2 separate regions of the Mus musculus genome follow, and region 1 is linked to region 2. The links are chromatin contacts, called in public Hi-C maps. All regions are on one chromosome and are shown on one strand. The core of a region is the stretch at or near the end of the contact, and the rest is flanking DNA. Distances in the headings are between cores, read along the strand shown.

Evidence for each region. A called contact is a pair of places that touch in the nucleus more often than the background predicts.
Region 1: a contact with region 2 is called in a Hi-C map of cortical neurons, with 1.7 times the contacts expected there. The contact joins the enhancer-like site here to the promoter of Tnc in region 2. A contact is called at or near these places in 2 of 39 promoter capture datasets (hippocampal neurons and macrophages), 6 of 484 Hi-C or Micro-C datasets (the AML12 cell line, adipose-derived mesenchymal stem cells, cortical neurons and 3 more) and 2 of 115 datasets of contacts at active chromatin or transcription factors (embryonic fibroblasts and neural progenitor cells).

What each region holds. Positions count from the first base shown.
Region 1 is chr4:64,122,208-64,125,557 of GRCm38.p6, reverse strand. It overlaps 8030451A03Rik (a long non-coding RNA gene), which reads right to left. Exons shown (of 12, transcript XR_881356.2): 8 at 902-1,078; 9 at 413-538. Among named protein-coding and RNA genes, the nearest start is that of Gm31115, 30 kb to the left of the region's middle. Within about 2 kb of position 1,682, at least 10 of the 459 cell types and tissues checked have an H3K27ac peak or open chromatin away from gene starts, as enhancers often do. A contact at or near this core is called in cortical neurons, where this site is marked.
Region 2 is chr4:64,045,001-64,048,542 of GRCm38.p6, reverse strand. It overlaps Tnc (tenascin C), which reads left to right and starts at 1,607. Exons shown (of 27, transcript NM_001369211.1): 1 at 1,607-1,794. The region is part of intron 4 of 8030451A03Rik (a long non-coding RNA gene); the gene reads right to left.

The DNA.
Region 1 (3,350 bases), core at 433-2,932, 77 kb before region 2:
CATATATATGAACTCTTTCGTCAAATTTTTATAAAAAATAAATCCTTTCAGTGATTGAAGATAAAGGTCTGGCAGCTATGAGGAATGAATGTCTGAGATGTACGGGTGGAATTCAGACTATTGTATGTTTTCCTGAATGTTATCTGCTTTAAGCAGATGAAGCTTCATATTCCATTGGCATCTCTTTGCATTTATCTGTTTAGTTCAAATTACTTCTCAAAATCAGAGGTTTTAAATACTACATTAAAAATAGAACTATCAAAATTATGTGCAAGGGACCATAGTTGAAATTCATTCTTATACTCCACATGGGTAAGGAACATTACAAGGAGCCCACTACCTCTCATCTATCACCTCCAAATATCAACACTGAAAAAGAAAGAAAAAAGAAGCAGAAACTCCAAGGTCTTACCCGTGGAGTAGACTCTGAATGGCTCCTGCTCCTGGCTACTAAGGCGTTGATTCTACCTCTGCTCTCCATGGCTACCCACTGCCCCAAGCCAGCTGCTTTGCTTTTGTGATTCACTGGGTCTGACATCTGGCAGAAAAGACATATGTGCTGACATAAGAAATAACAAGGAGCCTGCATTGCCTCTAGGAAAGACCCCTGCCTTCTGATGTCAGAAAGAGGCGAGGAGCTTAGAGTGCTACATTTAGCATTGGACTGCTTCAGCCTTTCCGCCACTAGACCAGCTCTCAGAACTTTACAAGCAAGTTGTAAAAAGTGGACTCAAATGTGAAACATGAAGTAAATCCCTTATTGCCAGATCTCTACCTCCTTCAAATGGAATTGAGCCCCAGACCTAATGGGAGGTAAAGTGAGGAACTGGAAGAGGGGGATCTAGTTAGCATTTTAAAGCTAATAAAAGAAGAAAAAGAAATCAAAACCAGGCATTTGTACTTTCTCTGATTGCAGACAAAGCATGACTTCATTTACAAGGTTGAAGAGTCTCTGTCTGCTATGACTCAATAGCATCCCTTGAGTCATGCCTTGGTTCCCTCTCTGCCCCAGTCTGTGCTCCCTCTGTGCCTCTGATGGATGTAAAAATCTCAACTTCCAAATCTCTTGTTTCAGGACCTATAAAAAATACCAAAGAAAATGTTATCAATTTTAAGATAACTGTTTAAAGCAAACAACTGAGAAACAGGAGTTCATTTTTTTTTCTCATCTAGAAATAGCCAGCAAACTCCTTCTCCAACATGGTTGGATATGTTTGATTTCCATCTGGTCTGAATGTTTTGTCATTCAACACTCATAAAAATTTTACTCTCCTCAAGGAAAGAATCACAAGGCTCCATGCATTCTTCTACCTCTCAAAATATACTTTCCTGTAATTAGTCCTTGACAAATTCAAGATGTACATGAGCTAAGAGGTATTTGTAATATAGTGGGGGGGGGGCAGAGTTGGAGACTTGGCTGAGAAACTAGAGAGTGTTCATTTGAATACCACATCTGAGCATCTCACTGGACGCTGGGAAATTTTCTGAGATGCACTTGATATCACATGTGGACTGTAGTGTGATTGTGTGTGTATGTGTGTGTGTGTTTCTGCTTCTATGCATTTGTGTGTTTTCTTTCATTTGCCAAGCAACAGACTTAAATGCTGAGCTCAGACTCCGATAAGCATAGCAATGCAGCTTCTCTATCTGCATTGGGCACAGCAGCTGCTTAACAAGCTGGTCATCCTTCTGTTCTCAGGCTCTGGGATTCTTTACATGCTCCCCAGATCAGACTGAGAAGAGGAAGCCCTGCTACGAGTGTCCTCCATTTTGCACCAAGCTCAAGAAAGCTGTCCAGACATGGTAAACTACAACTTCAGTAGTAATGTGCAACAGATCTTCAAGCCATTCCAGTCTTTTCTTCAAGCTCTGGCATATTCTCCCTGGATCTGTCTGGGTGCAAACTCCAGGGAAGTACATTGAATGAAGACCCATTGGGGCCCCCAATTGGAAGAAGCAGCTATAAAATCAGCTCTGCTAAGGATGGCTAGGTATTTCCCATCTCCATGTTTCAGTGTACTGCTCTGTATATGTAGAACTTATAATCCTGGTGCAGGCCTGATTCAGCAATGAATACAAGAACCCAAGGAGTAGGGTTAGGCTTTATCATCTGCACATCTTTTTATATGCGCAATGAATTATATTAGCAACAGTAATTTTAAAGTTGGGTGGGCCATTTCATCGATTTCACAAGACAGTGTTACTTTATACAAACAGAAATTACACTTCCAGCAAAATCTTGGTAGTGTATGCAATGGTGTCAGCATTTGGAGGCTGATTATGGGATGGATCTAGATGGATCTACATGGATCTGGCACTCTCTAGATGATCCATTCTTTCGTCTCAGCTCCAAACTTTGTCTCTGTAACTCCTTCCATGGGTGTTCTGTTTCCACTTCTAAGAAGGGGCAAAGTATCCACACTTTGGTCTTCATTCTTCTTGAGTTTCATGTGTTTTGCAAATTGTATCTTATATCTTGGGTATTCTAAGTTTCTGGGCTAATATCCACTTATCAGTGAGTACATATCAGGTGAGTTCTTTTGTGATTGGGTTACCTCACTCAGGATGATGCCCTCCAGCTCCATCCATTTGCCTAGGAATTTCATAAATTCATTCTTTTTAATAGCTGAGTAGTACTTCATTATGACCCTGATATAGCTGTCTCTTTTGAGGCTATTCTTGGGCCTAGCAAACACAGAAGTAGATGCTCACAGTCAGCTATTGGATGGATCACAGGGCCCCCAATGGAGGAGCTAGAGAAAATACCCAAAGAGCTAAAGGGATCTGCAACCCTTTAGGTGGAACAACAATATGAACTAACCAGTACCCCGGAGCTCGTGTCTCTAGCTGCATATGTATCAGAAGATGGCCTAGTTGTCCATCAGTGGAAAAAGAGGCACATTGGTCTTGCAAAATTTATATGCCTCAGTACAGGGAAACACCAGGGCCAAGAAGTGGGAGTGGGTGGGTAGGGGAGTTGGGGAGGAGGGTATGGGGGACTTTTGGGATAGCATTGGAAATGTAAATGAAGAAAATACCTAATAAAAAAGAAAAGAAATTACACTTCCAACAGATCCAAGTTCAATTTCAATTCACAAAACTCATGAGGCATTTTATAACCACCTATAACTCAATTTCCAAGGAGTCCACCAAAAAGAAATTACAATTGGTCATTCCTTATCACTGGATTTCTTTTCTTAGAATTAAGTCATTCCAAAATATTTTTAAAATAAAATTGTGGGACTATGAATCTAGCTTAGTTGGTAGAGGTCTATTTCTACATACATATATACATACATACAAACATACATACATACATACATACACACACACACATGAACATGAGCATG
Region 2 (3,542 bases), core at 358-2,857:
TGCTAACTGAGAAGAGGTAGCCTGGGTCTGCTTAGGAAAGCCTAGAGGCGTGGAAGCATTCACTACTGGTGGAAAGACAGGCTTGTGCCACTGAAATATGTTTTGGCTAACACGCAGAATGAAAAAATTCCCAAAGCAACCAACATCTGAATCAGCCCAAATGGTTTAAAAGTTCAAATGAGTCGTTTTACGACATGACTATTTATGGCTGTTCCTGATGTCTGAGCGGTGTGTGTGTGTGTGTGTGTGGGGGGGGGGGGGATAGGGAACACTTAAGCAGGCAGTCTTCGAGTCCTGGAATCGGTGCCACCCTAGGGATAGCCTAATTTTGTCTTGCTTTATTCTCCCAGGGAGATTGAAACTAAATGTTATGAGAAAGGCTGAAGGATGGTATCAATCAGTAAGTGGATGGTTGAAATTTCCGATAATAGTTGTTAATTAAAACATCAGAAGTCTCTTCTAAATTACAGAACAAAGAGATGCATTTTCCACAGTCCAGCAAAGCAGCTGTGTCTGTTGTCATGGGTGACAGTTTCCTACTTAAGCATCACTCACTGTTTCTGGTCACCAATGTGTCATGGAGCCATGAATTCTAAGTGCTTCCCAGGCACAATTCCTTGATGGCATTAAACTGCTTCTCTAAATTGCAGGGTATAAGCACTGTCCCAAACAAGCCCAGAAGTACCGTGAGCTGAGCTTGGCCCCAGGTGCCTTGGGGATACTTTAACATGCTAAATGAGGACTTCAACCTAAATAGTGTTACCTTTTGAAATATATTAGTGCTTCTCTAAGAAAAAAAAAAAAAAGTCTTCACTCAGCACCTAGGTACACTGAGAGCTCAGGAGTACACCCTGAGCTAAGTACTACACCCTACTTAGTAGACCCTACTAAGTAGAAAGCACTTAGTATGTGGCATAAACAATGTCAAAAAGTGACTCCTGAGGGGACATTGGGATCTGGATAAAGATTCCTCCAGGCAGCTGGGCACCGCTGGGTCCTGCTTCAGAAAAGCTCACTTTTCTAAGCTCCCAGTATGGTTCCCACCTGCTGAGAACTAATCTTGGGTTATCTCCAAGCTGGCCAAGAGAAACCTGAACTGCCCCGGGCTTGCTCAACTCTCCTCGATCTCCTCTTTCCAGGAACTCAGGTTCAGCCCTCAGGCTTTCTCCGAGGTGCCACCCCGCAGCTGCTGCCCAGAGCCTGAGGGAACCCAGGTCGTGTTTCCAGCTTGCTCTAGTCCAGGAGCAGCGCCAGGATCCAGTTCCCTCATATCCCAGTTCCCAAGGCTTCTGTTTCACAATTAGAATACTCATTTGTGGAGCAATGCAAAAATCACACTTCACTAACAACTACTCTGCGGGGGCGGAGGGAGCTGAAATTCCTACTTTTTTTTTTCTTCACTATAAATTGTATGCAAATGGTCCGTTAGCTGGCGGCGCGCCTGGAGTGAGTGCGTCTTTCATGAGCTAACCCTGTTCCGCTGGGAGGGCTGTGCCTTTAACTCACCAACTGAAAAAAAAAAAAGTGGGAAAGGATGTCTGGAGGCGAGGCGTCCCATTACAGAGGAAGGAGCTCCCTATATAAGCCTGCCAAAGCTGGCTGCTCCGGCCACAGCCTGCCTACTGTCACGCGTCTCTCCCGCGCGCAGACACACACCCTAGCCTCTGGTGGGCACAGACAGTGGCTGGGAAGACGCTAGGGACCGCGCGCTTGGGAACTCGTTGTGGCTTAACCCAGGTACTTCTTCACGGAGCTGGTGCACCCAGAGACTTTGCTTTTCCCGACCTGGAAAAGGTGAGTCTGTTGATCCCATCACCCAGGATCTTTCTGGTGTGCTCCTGGCATTCCCGGTACCCAGTAAGATGTGGGTTTGTAACTATAAAACTTTTGTTTAATTTCCAAGCCCGGTGTGATCAGATGCGGCCCGATTATTCTGTGCTTGCCCTCCTGCGGTCATGTATTTGGTATGGATCTGTCAATAGTCAGAGGAACTCAGGGAACTTTTGGTAAAGTTTTGTCTCTGCCTTTCTTTGGAGGAAATGTCTTACTTTAACTCTTACCCTTTTACCTCGTTGATTCTCACCTGTGGATTTTCCCCTTTTGGAGCGTTAGAGAAGTTGCATTTTAAAGTGGCATTCACTCACAGCACTTGGGTGGGATGAGTACCACGTACCCGTAGTAGGGAGAACACAACCGTGCATCTACACAGTCTCAGCACTTGACAGTTTTCGTTCCCCTCTTGTCCCATTTGATCCTCAGTGTCCACTCTGGGGAAAGATAAGAGCTGGATACCAGAGCTAGGAGATGAGTTCTGGGCACGGATGAAAAGCCCACAGGCTGTAAGATGAAACTGGTGGGCACGTCTGTGGGTTCTTGAAGCAGGGTGCCATCCTCCTGATTCAGAGACCTCAGGTGGGGCATGTGTAGAAGGTTTGGAGGCATCTGAACCCCATATTGCTCCCAAATCGGCCTCCCTCCTGACACTTTATCCCAGAACCCCAGTAACATATTCCCTTCCCTGGTGAACTTTGGAAAGAGCACAGAGATTCCTCTATGCCATCGTTGTGACAGGGGGAATAAGAGGTTGGGGTTTGACCCTAGAAGTGGCTTGGGCATTCCCACTAGTGCCACTACAACATAAATGTGTCAGGAAAATATGTAACTTCTATGGACCTTAGTTTCCACTTCTCTAAAGTGGGGACAGCAGCTCCCCTTATAATGAGGAGCGAATGAGGAACAAAAAAGATCAAATCAGCAACTGGGCAATCTCTGTCATGGCCCAAAGCTGCCAACACCCTGGACGTGAAAAGCGGGGCCTCTTAACCCAGTTTTTCAGTGTGTCTGCTTACCCCCAAAGCCTCTGCCTTCTTATCTTGCCCAATCTGAGACAGCCTGCTAGCCTGGCACGTAGTGTTTTACAAGCAAGGGGTGTGTTGGCACCATTAGGAGAAAAGGTGGCAGCCTCGGGCTTGATGTGAATCTGGAGTTCTGACTCCAGAATGTCCTCAGGCATTTACAGGCTGAAGTGCTTGGCTATGGAGTGCTGTGTGGCTGGTGGTCTTTGGAATCAGATTCTTTGCCTCAGAGGATGAGCCAGACTGGGAGCTCTCTTTAAGAGTGAATGCCTCTTTTTCGTGTGTTTTCGTGGAATCTTTTTTTTTCTTTGTTTTATAGAGCTTTCCCTATATGCACCTTAGAAATGAAAGCTGCTCCCCACCCCACTGCCTTTCCTGAGATGCAACAAAGCTCACCAGGGCTGGTGAGAGGCATGCTCTGTCTAAATAAGCTGATGGAAAGTTCTCCTGTCCTATGAACCAAGGCTTTCGAAGGGCATGGGGGATGGGGGTAGTGTGCCTTGGCCTGGTACATTCCAAGAATGTGACCACATCTAGGGAAAGAAGGGGGTGCAGTGTGTGAATATTCTCTGGGTTACTCAAATGGGGTGAGCACGAGAGAGAGAGAGAGAGAGAGAGAGAGAGAGACAGAGACAGAGACAGAGACAGAGACAGAGACAGAGAGAATGGGTGAAGCCAAGCTTGGTA